Linked DNA regions of Danio rerio: regions 2 and 3 are each linked to region 1. A link is a contact called in public HiCAR-type and Micro-C data. All regions are on one chromosome and are shown on one strand. Each heading gives the region's core, a stretch centred on a gene start, on an enhancer-like site or on the middle of the called end of the contact. The rest is flanking DNA. Distances are from core to core; before and after follow the strand shown. Region 1 holds the start of hcfc2 (host cell factor C2). Region 2 holds the start of nopchap1 (NOP protein chaperone 1). Region 3 holds the start of kics2 (KICSTOR subunit 2).

Evidence for each region. Hi-C and Micro-C count contacts between places; a contact is called where the count stands out from the background. HiCAR-type assays count read pairs that join an accessible place to other places.
Region 2: a contact with region 1 is called in a HiCAR-type map of caudal fin, with 4 times the contacts expected there. The contact joins the promoter of nopchap1 here to the promoter of hcfc2 in region 1. A contact is called at or near these places in 2 of 18 Hi-C or Micro-C datasets (both in embryo) and 2 of 4 datasets of contacts at active chromatin or transcription factors (caudal fin and embryo).
Region 3: a Micro-C map of caudal fin shows a contact between it and region 1, with 6 times the contacts expected there. The contact joins the promoter of kics2 here to the promoter of hcfc2 in region 1. A contact is called at or near these places in 3 of 18 Hi-C or Micro-C datasets (caudal fin, hematopoietic stem cells and an unstated tissue).

Annotation. Positions count from the first base shown.
Region 1 is chr4:9,755,102-9,759,545 of GRCz12tu, reverse strand. hcfc2 (host cell factor C2) reads left to right here and starts at 3,107. Exons shown (of 14, transcript NM_001327839.1): 1 at 3,107-3,386; 2 at 3,696-3,844; 3 at 3,940-4,100; 4 at 4,390-4,444. The coding sequence starts at 3,227. It overlaps LOC141381590 (a long non-coding RNA gene), which reads right to left and starts at 2,014. Exons shown (of 6, transcript XR_012401887.1): 1 at 1,847-2,014.
Region 2 is chr4:9,612,734-9,617,649 of GRCz12tu, reverse strand. nopchap1 (NOP protein chaperone 1) reads left to right here and starts at 2,693. Exons shown (of 4, transcript NM_001201412.1): 1 at 2,693-2,825; 2 at 3,771-3,842. The coding sequence starts at 2,753. It overlaps slc41a2b (solute carrier family 41 member 2b), which reads right to left and starts at 2,099. Exons shown (of 17, transcript XR_012401816.1): 1 at 2,043-2,099; 2 at 1-186.
Region 3 is chr4:9,911,600-9,916,092 of GRCz12tu, reverse strand. kics2 (KICSTOR subunit 2) reads left to right here and starts at 1,467. Exons shown (of 3, transcript NM_001030090.3): 1 at 1,467-1,927. The coding sequence starts at 1,687. LOC101884274 (a long non-coding RNA gene) reads right to left here. Exons shown (of 5, transcript XR_012401897.1): 4 at 3,392-3,450.

The DNA of each region.
Region 1 (4,444 bases), core at 1,858-4,357:
ATAAGGAATTACTATGAAAAAAACTGACAGAGAGGTTGTTATGAGACATGCCGTTTCTCGCTCTGAAATCAGTGCAGGAAGTGTAAGCTGTCATCACGTTGGGGAATAGCTGTCAGATGGCTAATTACAACAGCAATCCATTGTTCGTTTTCAATTTCATTTTTCATACAAACACAGCATGAAGCAGTTTTCCAATCACGAAAGCCAAACCATAATTTATCACAGAGTCACTTCCAACTTAGCCTACGGTAGCCTAGATGTGTGCTTGGCTTAACTCTGAATGTAGCCTACACGCTTACAAAAATTAAACACGATTTTAGTAGCCCATTTTATCTTATTTTATTTTAGTATTTTTAAGATGCAAATATCATGTCAAACTAGGGCTGGGCTGATATGATAAAAATCCCGTATAGTGATATCCTGACAATGAAATACGTGACTATATAGTACCATTTCTGTAAATTCAATCTATATAAAATGTGTGATGCGAGTGATCAAATTTCTCACTTTACTTAGAACTTTAGGGCATTTTTTGATTGATAATGTAGAAATATAAAATAAATAAGATTAATAATAACATAAAATATAAACATTGTATTATCAAGATTACAACTTTCTCACTACGCTGTTATTCATGCTTCTACACCAGAGGTCACCAAACTTGTTCCTGGAGGGTTGGTGTCCTGCAGATTTTAGCTCCAACCCTAATCAAACACACCTGAACAAGCTCAAGGTCTTACTAGGTATACTTGAAACATCCAGGCAGGTGTGTTGAAGCAAGTTGGAGCTAAAACCTGCAGGGATATCGGCCCTCCAGGACCAAGATTGGTGACCCCTGTTCTACACTCATGTAGCACACACTTTACAAAAATTAAACATGATTTTAGTATATTTTATTTAAGTATTTTAAATGCAAACATCATGTCAAACTAGGGCTGGCCGATATGACAAATATCTCACATCATAATATAAGTGCCATATCCTAATAACAATCTACAAGACGACATATCACTATTTCTGTAAATTCAATCTATTGACCGCATGTAAATGTCGATTTCTTTTTCACATTGCAAAGTATACACTCAGAAATGTACTCATACGTTTGTGTGATCATATTGCTCACTTTTTGGTGAGAAATATGAACAATGTTTGATAAAAAATGTAGAAATGTTTGATTAATAATATAAAATAAATAAGATTAAAAATAATTTCTAAAAATGTAAAGATTGTGTTGTAAAGATTACAACTTTCTCACACCACTGTTATTTGTTTTTACACTCACAAACCCTACACTAAAACAAAAATTAAACATTATTTTAGTAGGCTATAAATATAGTAAATGGGTAGTAACCATAGATATTGTCAAAGCCTACTGGTTTCCATTTGTATAACCAATGTTTTACTCCAAATACGGCTACTATAAGGTCATTAATATAACAAAAACCATTGGTTAGGAGTACCATAACTAGACCATTAAGTAAACACGTTTTTAAACTTTATTTCTTGTAAAATCGTTGTTCATTTTCGTAAATTACTTTCGCTACTTAATTAGCAACGTAAGCTAGCGTTTTAACGAGCTAAACTTCCGGGTCATCAGTGGTGTAATCAGCATGAGCGCGTTTGAATAACAAGTAACAGTAAATAAAATATATGCTACAAACTTGGAAACTAGCATTTTTTTAAATACATAGATACACCAAGTAAATGTCATTTAAATGTAAAACACTGCTTTAAAAGTGTGAAATGTCTTCCTGTATAACATATCTCAGAGGAAATATTTTCCCTCGTTGAAAAACAAACAAACTTACACATAAAACAACTTAATACTTTCACTCAGACAATATACCTCTGAATGTCACAGCCAGATTTTCCTCGGGCAAAAAAGGGTATTTAGGTTTCATTGAAGAATATATTGTTTTCTGAGCGAATCTGGCTGTGTCTAAATTAATAATGATCCATAACGTCTAGCGTTTATGGTATGTCTGCAAAATCATTCCTAATTCGCCATGCTTCTGAAATTCATAAATCCTTACAGCATTTTGCTGACCTCTAGGTGTCGGCTGAGATATTACAACTGTGACAAAAAGCATATTAAAAACATGTACAAAACATATGATCATGCTAAATAATGATGTGATGATTTTAAATGTTTCATTTTAATCATTTAATTATTTTTTTAAATATGCCTGAAATAGACATATATTTTAAATATTATGCAATTTGAAACTTACATTTAATTACAGTTTGGTGGGTGTCATGTTTAAATAAAAAATAAAAATAACAGTACACAAATGTAGAAAGAACATATGGAATATTCATGCTGAAGTATCATATAAGGTGCTGGATTATTAAAAATATTTTTGTTCTGTGTCTATAACAGCATAATAATAATAATAATAAGCATTTATTATAATCATTATTATAATCATTAATTATTCATTCTTTTAAGATGCTATGAACCTCCAATGTTGAGGAACCCTAAAAGGTGTGTATAAAGACCCAACTGGTTCTAAGAAAAATAGGTCTAATATTATTTGACAAAGTTTTAGTTTCCTTAAGTTACTATTATATTATAATAGTAAGAATACTAATTCTAATACTAATGCTATGGAATACTAATTTATTCTTGATTTATTTGTTAATCATAAATTGTGGTCATCTATTTAGCTTTATCTGTTTTGCATTTACTTTAATCTTTGTATGGTTTATTCAAAGCATATAATCATATTTTTGTATTACTGTTTAATTACATTTTTATTACATAAAAATATGTATAATGTTTATGCTTTTTAACACTTTATAGTTGTTGTTTTCAACACATTTCCAAGGGCCCCCATATGCACCAACTTGCTGCATCCTGGGGGGGCTCGAACCTTTTTCTTTCATTTTCTACAGAATTACTGTAATGCATTAAACTGTATTTTTTACATACTCCGTCGCAAATTATTAATTGTAAAAAAGTAAATAATTAAATTTTAACAACTAGCATTTTACTGGCCCCCGGGGCTTATTTACTGGCTGGACGAAAGGGGAGGGGCTTAAGAAGAACACGTCTCTGATTGGTCGAAAGTGCACCGCGTTCTGATCACATGACATGCGTCAGGCCAATCACAGTCGATTTTTTTAGGCACGGGGAAGTGATTCGAACTGTTTGCATGCTGTACTCTTTTAATGCAATGCAATTGTGCATAAACAAACCTATATGTAATTAAACCCATAGCCCATTATGATTAAAAAGGGTCCCCTATGGAAAAGGGTTCGGTCCTACGCTGGACCTGTTCCGAGGGCGAGGCACGGGCACCGGGCCGTGGCCATAAGAGAGCTGCTGGTTGTGTTTGGTGGTGGAAACGAGGGAATTGCGACCGATCTGCATGTTTATAACTCAGGTAGGGCACTAGATAGACAACAACTGCATTCGTACTACACAACAGAGTGCATGCATTGTTTATAAAACAACATAAGATATGCATATTCGCATGTGGAGGCGTAACTTGAGATTATATGTAGTTCACTGGAATGAATGAATCCCTTTCAGTCTTTGGTACTATATCATCAAATAGCTGGAAATGTTTATTATTTTGCATTAAAATAGTTAGACATGCCTTAACATTGTTTTTTATATTAATATAACAGTATTGATATCACATAAGCAATACATTATGCAGCTTATTAATGCAAATATTAAAATTTTTCAGTGACCAAGCAGTGGTTCCTGCCTGCAGTGAGAGGAGATATCCCACCTGGCTGTGCCGCTCATGGCTTTGTTTGTGAAGGCACACGGATATTGGTGTTTGGAGGGATGGTTGAGTTTGGCCAGTACACTAACAGTCTCTATGAACTGCAGGTGATGAAATAACATTTATTTGATACCAAAATTAAAGCATTAAGAGTTTATGGTTGTTAAATAGGAGGGTCCTAAATTTATATCGCTTCTTTTAGGCCAGTCGATGGCTGTGGAAGAAACTAAAGCCCCGTCCACCAAAGAACGGATCGCTTCCATGCCCACGAATTGGCCACAGCTTCACTCTTCATGCTAATAAGTGTTACCTTTTTGGAGGAATGGCCAATGACAGTGAGGACCCGAATGGAAATATACCACGGTGAGCAGTTGTGTATGCAAAACATAATGTCAAACTAGGACTGGGCGATATGACAAATATCTCACATCATGATGTAAGTTGTCTCGTATCCTAATAATAATAAATATCCTGATATAGTATCATTTCTGTAAAATGAATACTTGAATTGGTGAAAAATTAAAGAGAGAGCATAATATGAAATGATAGACTTTTTATTTAGTCCATATATTGTCATATTGCACAGCCCTATGTCAAACTCAGCAACATATGCATACTTACATGGATGTTGTACTTTTGTGGCATTATGCAGGTATCTGGACGACTTTTATGAGCTGGAGCTGCAGGCCCAATCCGGTGTTAAAGGC
Region 2 (4,916 bases), core at 1,444-3,943, 140 kb after region 1:
GGAGCTCCAGGCTCCTCCGGCCTGAGCAGCCAGACTAGGGCCCAGGGAGCTGAGGACAGCACCCCCTATCGTTCGGAGGCTCATGCTGAAGATTAGACTTGGCTGGGCTCATGGCCCTCTCGACTTTGAGAAAAGTAGCAGATCAGCAGAACCAGAAGGTGGCATCCATAATATTATCACAGTGACCTGATGAAGAAAAGCACAGACAGTTTATCAACAGCACTGGCAAGCATAGTCAAGGGCACAATATCATGTTTTTTTGTTTTTTTTTAGTCTGTCAGCAAAAGCAATTTTATCTAGATGCTGAAACAGCGCTTATAATGTTTAGTACACAATCTAAAACTTACTGACATCAAGTCTTTTGTGCAAAATACCTGGAACTAAGTTTCTGAATAATGTCAGTAATTATATTATAGGTGTATTTGGGGGGTGGGGGACAAAGGATAAATGTGGAGTTATTTGAAGAAATAAAGACAATTTGGAAAACTTAAAAAAAAAAATAAGTAAAAAACTTTAACTTTAAGATTTTTTATATACGGATGGGGGGGGGGGGTGCAAGGTAATTGTGGAGTTACAATTTAAATATCTGGAAAAATAAAGTAAATTTGAAGAACATTTAGATTATATTTTAAGTAAAAAAATTAACTTTAAGATTACAATTTAGTAAAGTGAAAATGCTAAAAAATAAAATAAATCATATATAAACGATAAAAGAAACTAAAGCAAAACAGAGCACAGCCAAATCAACACAGGAATGTTTATGAATTAATCTGTTAGAGTGAAGTTATAATGTTCAGTACACAATATAAAACTTACTGACGTCAATTCTTTTGTGCAACAAACCTGGGTTTAAGTTTCTGAACAATGTAGGTAATAATTGTATATGAGTATTTGGCAGGAAAATGCAGGATAATTGCAAAGTTACAAATAAAATATGTGGAAAAATAAAGTAAATTTGAAGAACATTTGTATATTTTTTAAGTAAAAAAACTGTAACTTTAAGTTTACAATTTAATAAAATGAATGCTGAAAAACAAATAAATCAAACACAAATAATAAAAGAAACTTAAGCAAAAAAGAGCACAGCCAAATCAAAACAGGAATTTTATGAATGCATCTGTTAGAAAGAGGTTATAATGTTTAGTAAACCATCTTAAACTTACTGACATCAATTATTTTGAGCAACAAACTTAAGTTTCGGAATAATGTCAGTAATATTTTCATGTGTATTTGGGGGGCATTGCATGATAATTGTGAAGTTATAAGTAACAAACTTAAGCTTTAGGATTACAATTTAATAAAGTTAAAATGCTAAAAAAAATATCTCGACAAATAAAAACAATTTGAAACACTTTAACATTTATATTATTTTTTAAGTAAAAACTATTCCTTTAAGATTGCAATTTAATAAAGTGACAATGCTAAAAATAAATATATCACTACTAGAAATGTTACATTACAAATAATAAATAAATAATCTATAACAAGATGAAGCAGTGTTTCCTAATATTATCAAACAGTCACATCAATAAACAACACATACTGAATCACATGCAAATGTTTGTAAACAAAGTCAATGGAACAATATAAGCTTTCAGAAACCAGAACGAAGATACACAAACACATACGATATTGTTATCAGAAAAAAAACTTAACCAATACATTTCAAAAACTAAACCTATACATTTTATAGGACTTGAGATATTTTAATGTATTATGTATGTGATGCAGAGGCAGGAAGAGGACGGACTGTATTTTCAGTTTGACAAACTATAAGAACAAACCAGCTTTGTGAAGGTTATATGCCTTATGGTTACCAAAACCTACTTAATTATAGGTCTACTACACCTGTGCGTAGTTGACTTGTGTGTTGGAATCATCTCAAAGCATCCTAAATATTCTCCAGCTGACTGAGAGTCAACATTAACAATTCATCAAATGAACTTCAAAGCCTGTCAAATTAAACCAGCGCTTTATTTAACGTGTGTTAGACGTTATTAAACTCTTCGAATGGTGTAAAGATTACAGCTGAATATATTTACCGTGGTATTTTCCGCTCCGTCGAAGCGAGTTTTTGCTTCTTCCCTAAACGTCGGACTGGAGCTCTGTGACAGCGGCTGCACGTCATCAATGCCGTGCACTGCGACAGCCGCGGGAGCGAGCGTGCACTTCAAAATAAAAGTTTTTAAATTAAAAAAAGAAAAGTCTTATAAATAATGTCAAATAATGGGAGGTTTTAGATCTACAATATTGGACAATAATTGACCAATTTTTATTAAAAACTATTTATTACATGGCAAAACTCTTTTGTTTTTTTAAATACAATACATTTAAATATTTATAATTATGTTCATCTCTTAGAAAGAAGGGCACGTTGTCAAACAAGTACGACGAGGTGAATACCAGTGAGGTCATCCTGTGTAATTAGGTCAAATTGTCAAAATAGTAACAAGAAAAACAAGTCATGTCCATGCAAATACAGCCATACCTTTTTATAATACAGCCATACGTTTAATAATTTAGGCATTTAAGATACTACAGTTGAGCAATTGTAATTTTAGCTAGAATTAATACAATACAGTAAAGTGTTTTAGGGTGTTTTATCTGTTATTTTAATGACTATTATGATTATAAGGCACGTACACCCAAAACTCCAGAGGGCGCTAGAGGAAGCTCGACCCTTCAACACGGAAGTTATTATGTTGTAAACACATGGGGATACTAGAAAGTTTGTGCATGTGAGGGAATAAACATGGCTCAAACACAAAACTGTACCAAAAAAGCAACCTCTTCTAAGGACTTGCTGACTTGTGGCAATGGAAAAGGTGAGACATTCTTTAAAGAAAAAAGACATGATTTTACGCTAAGTTAGCTAGTTTAACGTTACAAATGAAGATAAATTCGTTTACTGTCTTGTATGGATTTGCTTTTGCGTTTGGTATGTTATTATTAATAAGCGATTTGTATATTTTCACGTGTCTAATTGTAATTGTTAACTGTTAAAGTAAAATGTAAGATTGTCTAACTTATTCAGATGTGCAGGAATTAAACCTAACATAGTCCTGATATGAACTCAAGTGTATTCGTTGTGGAAATCGATATAAATATATACATAAAATCTATTCAGATTGTAAAAATATAAGTGAATTGTTTATTTAATTGACATTAATCTATATATTTTACATGTGATTCTTTTTATTTACTTATTTGCATCATAGCCAAATATGATTTTGGACTCAAAAGATATACATTTTGGCTTTTAGCTAATACAGAGCCTAAAATACCGGATGATATTTCATATCTTTAACTCCTCAAGGTATTCATGCTGAACAACAGCATCATGAACGTTCAGTGAACAATCATTTTCAGTCATTATTGTGGTTAATTGGCACATTCTTCAGTGACAACTTGTGATCTGCTCCCTATATTTATACTTTGAATATTTGGTCTGAAATCACATGTGAGAATGACTTCAAAACAACATTAGCACTATTGAAATTGACTGTGAACAATGTTGTATGTTGATAGTCATCGGCTGCTGGTATGATTTCACTATTTAGAATTGACAAATAATACTTCTCTGAAATGATATTAAGGAGAAAGGCAGAATGTGTGAACATAAAACCAACTTTACCTTAATTCAGTCATTGTGTCAAAGAATGCCTTTTATTTCACATTCAAGCTATATTTCAGATTAATTATTTTTTAACTTTTATAATTTTTGCATTGTATAATGTCATTTAAAATAAATTATAAACTGCCATCTCCAGGAATCCACGAGAAACTGTTATTGAACTCTAAAGGTGCTTCCCTGAAAACGGAAAGAGTTTCCAGAAGTAATGGTAAGTACATTCATGTCATCAACTCTCTCTCTCTCTCTCTCTCTCTCTCTCTCTCTCTCTCTCTCTCTCTCTCTCTCTCTCTTTGTATATATACAACTTGTGTGTTTGTATATATACATAAACACACACACACATATATATGTGTGTGTGTGGGTGTATGTGTATATACACACAGACACACACATATTCAACATATATATGTATTTGCAGTTATTTATGACATTTCTAATGCTATATTTAATGCATAACCAGTATAATGAGATTATGCATGTAACTCAAAGACTTTTGGTGTCCACATCAACTTATTCATTCATTTTCCTTCGGCTTGGTCCCTTTATTTATCAGGGTTTGCCACTGCAGAATGAACCACCAACTTATCCAGTATATGTTTTTCACAGCAGATGCCCTTCCAGCTGCAACCCAGCACTGGGAAACACCCAAACACTCTTGCATTCACACTCATACACTACATCCAATTTAGTTTATTCAGTTTACCTATAGCGCATGCCTTTGGACTGTGGGGGAAACAGGAGGAACACGGGGAGAACATGCAAACTCCACACAGAAATGCCAACTGACCCAGCCAGGGCTCGAACCAGCGACCTACTTGCTGTGAGGTGACAGTGCTGAGCCACGTGTCCCCCATCACAATTATTACATTTCCAAAAGTGATCATCAATACATAGAAAGCATATATTAAATTTATACTCATTTATTCACTTATATAAAAGGAAAAAAATATCATACGACATATCGATGTGTAGATTTAAAATGATCAATGTTTTTTTTTTTTTGACAATACAGTTTTGTCAAAAGAAATTTTTTAAAGTTTTGAAGGATGTGGCTAAATTTAAAACTATAGTAAATTAATAACTATAGTTATGATTTAGTATAAGTAATATGATTAGTATTTTGAATATCTCATCAAATATTTAACTTCTTGTTGGTTTATTATTTAAATTCTTGTAAAAATGTATGACAGACACTTTTTAAACTCTTAAATCTTACAATTTGAATCTAATGAAATGACCTTTCATGCTACAAAGCGGCTTTTCCACTCATATAACATATAAA
Region 3 (4,493 bases), core at 218-2,717, 160 kb before region 1:
TTCAAATGCACAAGACTGGCTGGCAGTCTTGAGCGTCAGCTTTTTCTTTGCCACTAAAATACGACTCATCTGTTAGGAACTACCAGAGCATTTTTCCATCTGCTCCTCCGAGCTTAAGGTTTATGGAGATGATGATATGCCAAAACAATTTGAATTTGAATTGTGTTCCTTTGAATTATTGACCATTGTAATTTAATAAATCTGAAATTTCATATGCTGTTAAAATTGTTTTGAATTAGAATTTCTCAATTTGAATTTCATAACCTGAATGTTAAACATCTGAAATTTAAGACAACTGAATTTTTCAAGGCTGCTTTCGATGTCGGGTCACATAAAACAAACGTTATGTTGAAAACTCATCAAGTGGCTTTCCCTGTACGCTATTTACAACAATATAGACTTTTCAACACCTCTTATGTTGTTACCATTTAAAACAAAGTTTTAAGCACTTAACAAATGAGGTTAACAAAAAAAAAAAATATCTAAGCGAGTCATTTATAATGAGTCAATTATTTCATTTATAATTAAGCCGATTCGAACGAATCTGAATGAACAATTCAGTGATAAAGATAGAGATTTGGCGCCACCCACTGGACATTTGGTCTCAATGAATTTTAGTTAAAATAATGTAATATTTTTAAATATTTGGAAACATCTGAGGTCAGAATCAGCTTTTTATCCCTCAAAACACCAAAAAAAAAAACGTAAATATAAATTGATGTAATTAAATTAAATATATGAATTTGCTTTACTGAAGCATGCCTATATTTATTACACAAACTACTGAAAATAGCTGAGCCCTGATAGTCAGTTTGCAGAAGAATTGTGTCCTCCTGACTGAGCCTCACATACACCAGTAAACTCACGCAGCTCAGTGATTAGCCAAAATGCTTCGTTTGACTTTTCAGTGATCGTCTACTCTTCCCTGTGGATGACCCCTGACCTAATTTCTGCTGAATTTTAATTTCAAGATCTGAATTTCTGGTTTTGAATTTTATGATATTGAATTTGATGTTCTGAATTTCTTCATCTTGAAAACTTGAAACTGTATTTTTACAAACCAAATATCTGCAGTCTGTGAATTCAGAACACACACAAAAAACCTGAAGTCTGAAAAAAATCTGCCTTGAAAAATTCAGTGGTCTTAAATTTCAGATGGGTAATATTCAAGTTTAAACTACGAAATTCAAATTCAAATTTTTTTTAACAGCATATAACAATTCAGATTTATTAAATTACAATTGTCATTAATTCAAATGAACACAATTCAAATTCAGATTGTGTTGGCATATTATTAGCTCCATACAGATTCTGTCTGACAAACATGAAACTTGGTAACAGTCTCTAGTCTACAACACGTACAGATAAATTCACTACTTTATTATTATTATTGTTATTGTTATTATTAAGTCAACGCCACAAGAACCAGAATCCGCGTTTCAAAACACATTTGTCTCCTTCGGCGCGCCGTAGTGTTGTTGTTGAAAAGTGTCATGGTGGCGTTCACCACTAAGAATGTGCATTTTATCAACAGAAGACCTTTTGAATCCCTTTGAATTGGCTGGTGTGGATTGTTTTGGACTTTTAGACTGTCGGGCACTACACACCGCTCACAGCATACGTTTTCAGCGGTCGTTTAATAACTGTCGCGTTAATGATCAGCATTCGTGAGTTCTCCATATTATCATGTGTGACCCGCAGCGCGATGAGGAACTGCGGCCGGTCCCGAAAGAGAGAGCCGTGCTGGAGAGTTTCTTCACTCAGCTCGGAATGTTCTGGTTCGACAGGGCGAAGGATTATGTGGAGAAGGAGAAGGACGCCAGTAAGAGCGCAGGGGCCATTTGGGGGTCTCTGCTGGCCGCCCTCGCGCACCTGGCGGCCGCAGAGAAAGCCTACCATAACATGACTTTCCTCGGCCAAAAACTAGGTATCAGTGAAGCGTTTACTGTTCTGTAAGGGGAAAACGGGTATATGATTACAATATGAAAAGCCATAATTATTAAATAAAAGTTATGAATTATGAGTCATAATTAGGCCTTATTAGATTTATAACATAATTGAGAATTAATTATTGGGGATAAAGTTCTAAGTAATATTAATAATATTGTTCTAAAAGTCATATTAGCACGCAGCCAATGCCTATTACAGTACAACATTGTTCACACACAGTCAATTAAATAGTGTTAAGGTTGTTTTGAGGTCATTCTTGCATGCGATTTAAGACTGAATATTCAAAGTAGTGTGGTAAACAATATAGGGACCGTTGTCACGTTTTCATAAGAGTAAGTCCTTACTGCTTTAACCTTTTTAAATTCTGCTTTTCTATTATTTTTTTAGTGCCAGAGTCTGAATGTGCAAATATAAAAACATGTTTACCTCAAAAAGTGCAATGAATAGATAAAGTAACAAAACATCGGCATGAAATTGTGGATATTAGTAGATTTAGATCTACATACTAAGACATAATTATGAAATAAAATGTATGAATTTATAATAAATCAAAATGCCTAAAGTTATGACAAAGTCAAAATTATGAAATAAAATGTATGAGAAAGCCTACCATAACATGACTTTCATTAAACAGAAACTCAGTACACTGTAAAACAGTCCACTTCATCAAATGAAATGAGTGTAGTTTACTTGAAATTTACCGAAAGTTAAATTCTACTCATCTGAAAAGAGTTTTGAACTCAGTGTTGAAGGTTATGAAGTAATTAAGTACCCCATTACTTCAACTTAAATGAAGTTCACAGTACTCAAATAGATAAGTTTTTTAACTTCAGTGGTTTGTAGTAATTGGTTTCCTCAAATGGTTTGATTTACCTTAATTTGTTAGGTTTTAAAGTACTCAGTTGGTTTGAGTTCTCTTCATTTATTGGGGTTTACTGTGCTCAAATTGCTTTGTTTACTGAAATGGATTAAGTTCGCAGTACTCATTAGGATTAGTTGAACTTAAATGGTTTGAGTTACCTTAACTTTTGGTTTAACAGTTTATCAAAGAAGCATTTACTGTATTGTTCTGTAAGGAAAAAAAATGTAATAATATTTATAATAAAAAAAAGCCAAAATTCTAAAATAAATTATGAAAAAATGAATAAAAGTTATGAGATACTGAATCATAATAATTGGATTTTAAAAATGTGGAGATTAAATATTGGCGTGAAGTTGGTTTATATCCGGTTTAATTTTAAAATTAAACATTAAAGAAGTTCATTTTCACAACTATGACAGTTCTAGTTATGAGATAAAAAAAAAAACTAAACAAATTATCATAAAGGTTATAACAAGATTACGTTTACTTTAGTGTTCTGTAAGGAAAAAAATGGTAATATTATAATATGAAAAGCCAAATATAAAAGAATTCTGATATAAAAGAATTAAAAAAGCCTACCAGTACATGACTTTCCTCAGGCAGAAACTAGGTATCAGGGAAGTGTTTACTGTACTGTTCTGTAAGGACAAAATGGTAATATGATTATAATATGAAAAGCCAAAATTATTAAGATATAAAAAAATGAATAAAAGTTATGAGATACAGAGTCATAACAGATTTTTAACAGTCCTAATTATGAGATAAAAACAAACAAATTATCACAAAGGTTGTAACAAAATTATGTTCACTGTACTGTTCTGTAAGGAAAAAATGGTAATATGATTATAATATAAAAAGCGTAAATTATTAAATAAGATTTATGTAAAAATAAACAAGTTATGAGATACAGAGTCATAATAAATATATACTTTAAAAATGCAGAAATTAAATGAACCGATAACAAAGAAACAAAAAATAGGCATAAATTGTGAGATATTATTACATTTAAATAGACATACTAAGACATCAAAGCATCAAAGCATATTAAATAAATAAAATGCCTAAATAAGTTATGACAGAAAGCTACAATTTTGAGGCTACTTATAAGATGTGCTCACATAAAAAGATAAAATCCAAATAAACAAATTTAAATTAGTTATGGTATTACACCATTATGATGATTTATTAAGTTTTATAATTGCAATCATTTTGTTATAGATGTATTTTTGTTTAAAATTTCATGCTATTATGCTTATGCAGTCTTCTAGTGAAATATCACAATTATATACCAGAGTAATACCTTGCTTTCACCTCATTTTTATGTGGAATAAATTATAATATTACTGTAATACTTTATAACAAATTTAAATTAGGAGCTATTTTTACTGTCAAAATTATTAGAAAGTGAAATATCGATGAGAAGCGATAAATCAAATTAGATATTAAAAATAAATACTTTGAGACTAACCAATTTACATTTAAAAAAATCCAATTTATGAGATTTAAAAAGCAAATTATCATAAAAGTTGTAACAAAATGATTACTTTTTCATAATTTTAACAGTTTATTTTATATAGGAATAATTGTCATTATGACTTATTTATTTCATATTTTGATGCTATTATGCATAAAACTAAAACAGTGTGTCATAATTACGAGTGATAATTAAATTTCCGTACAT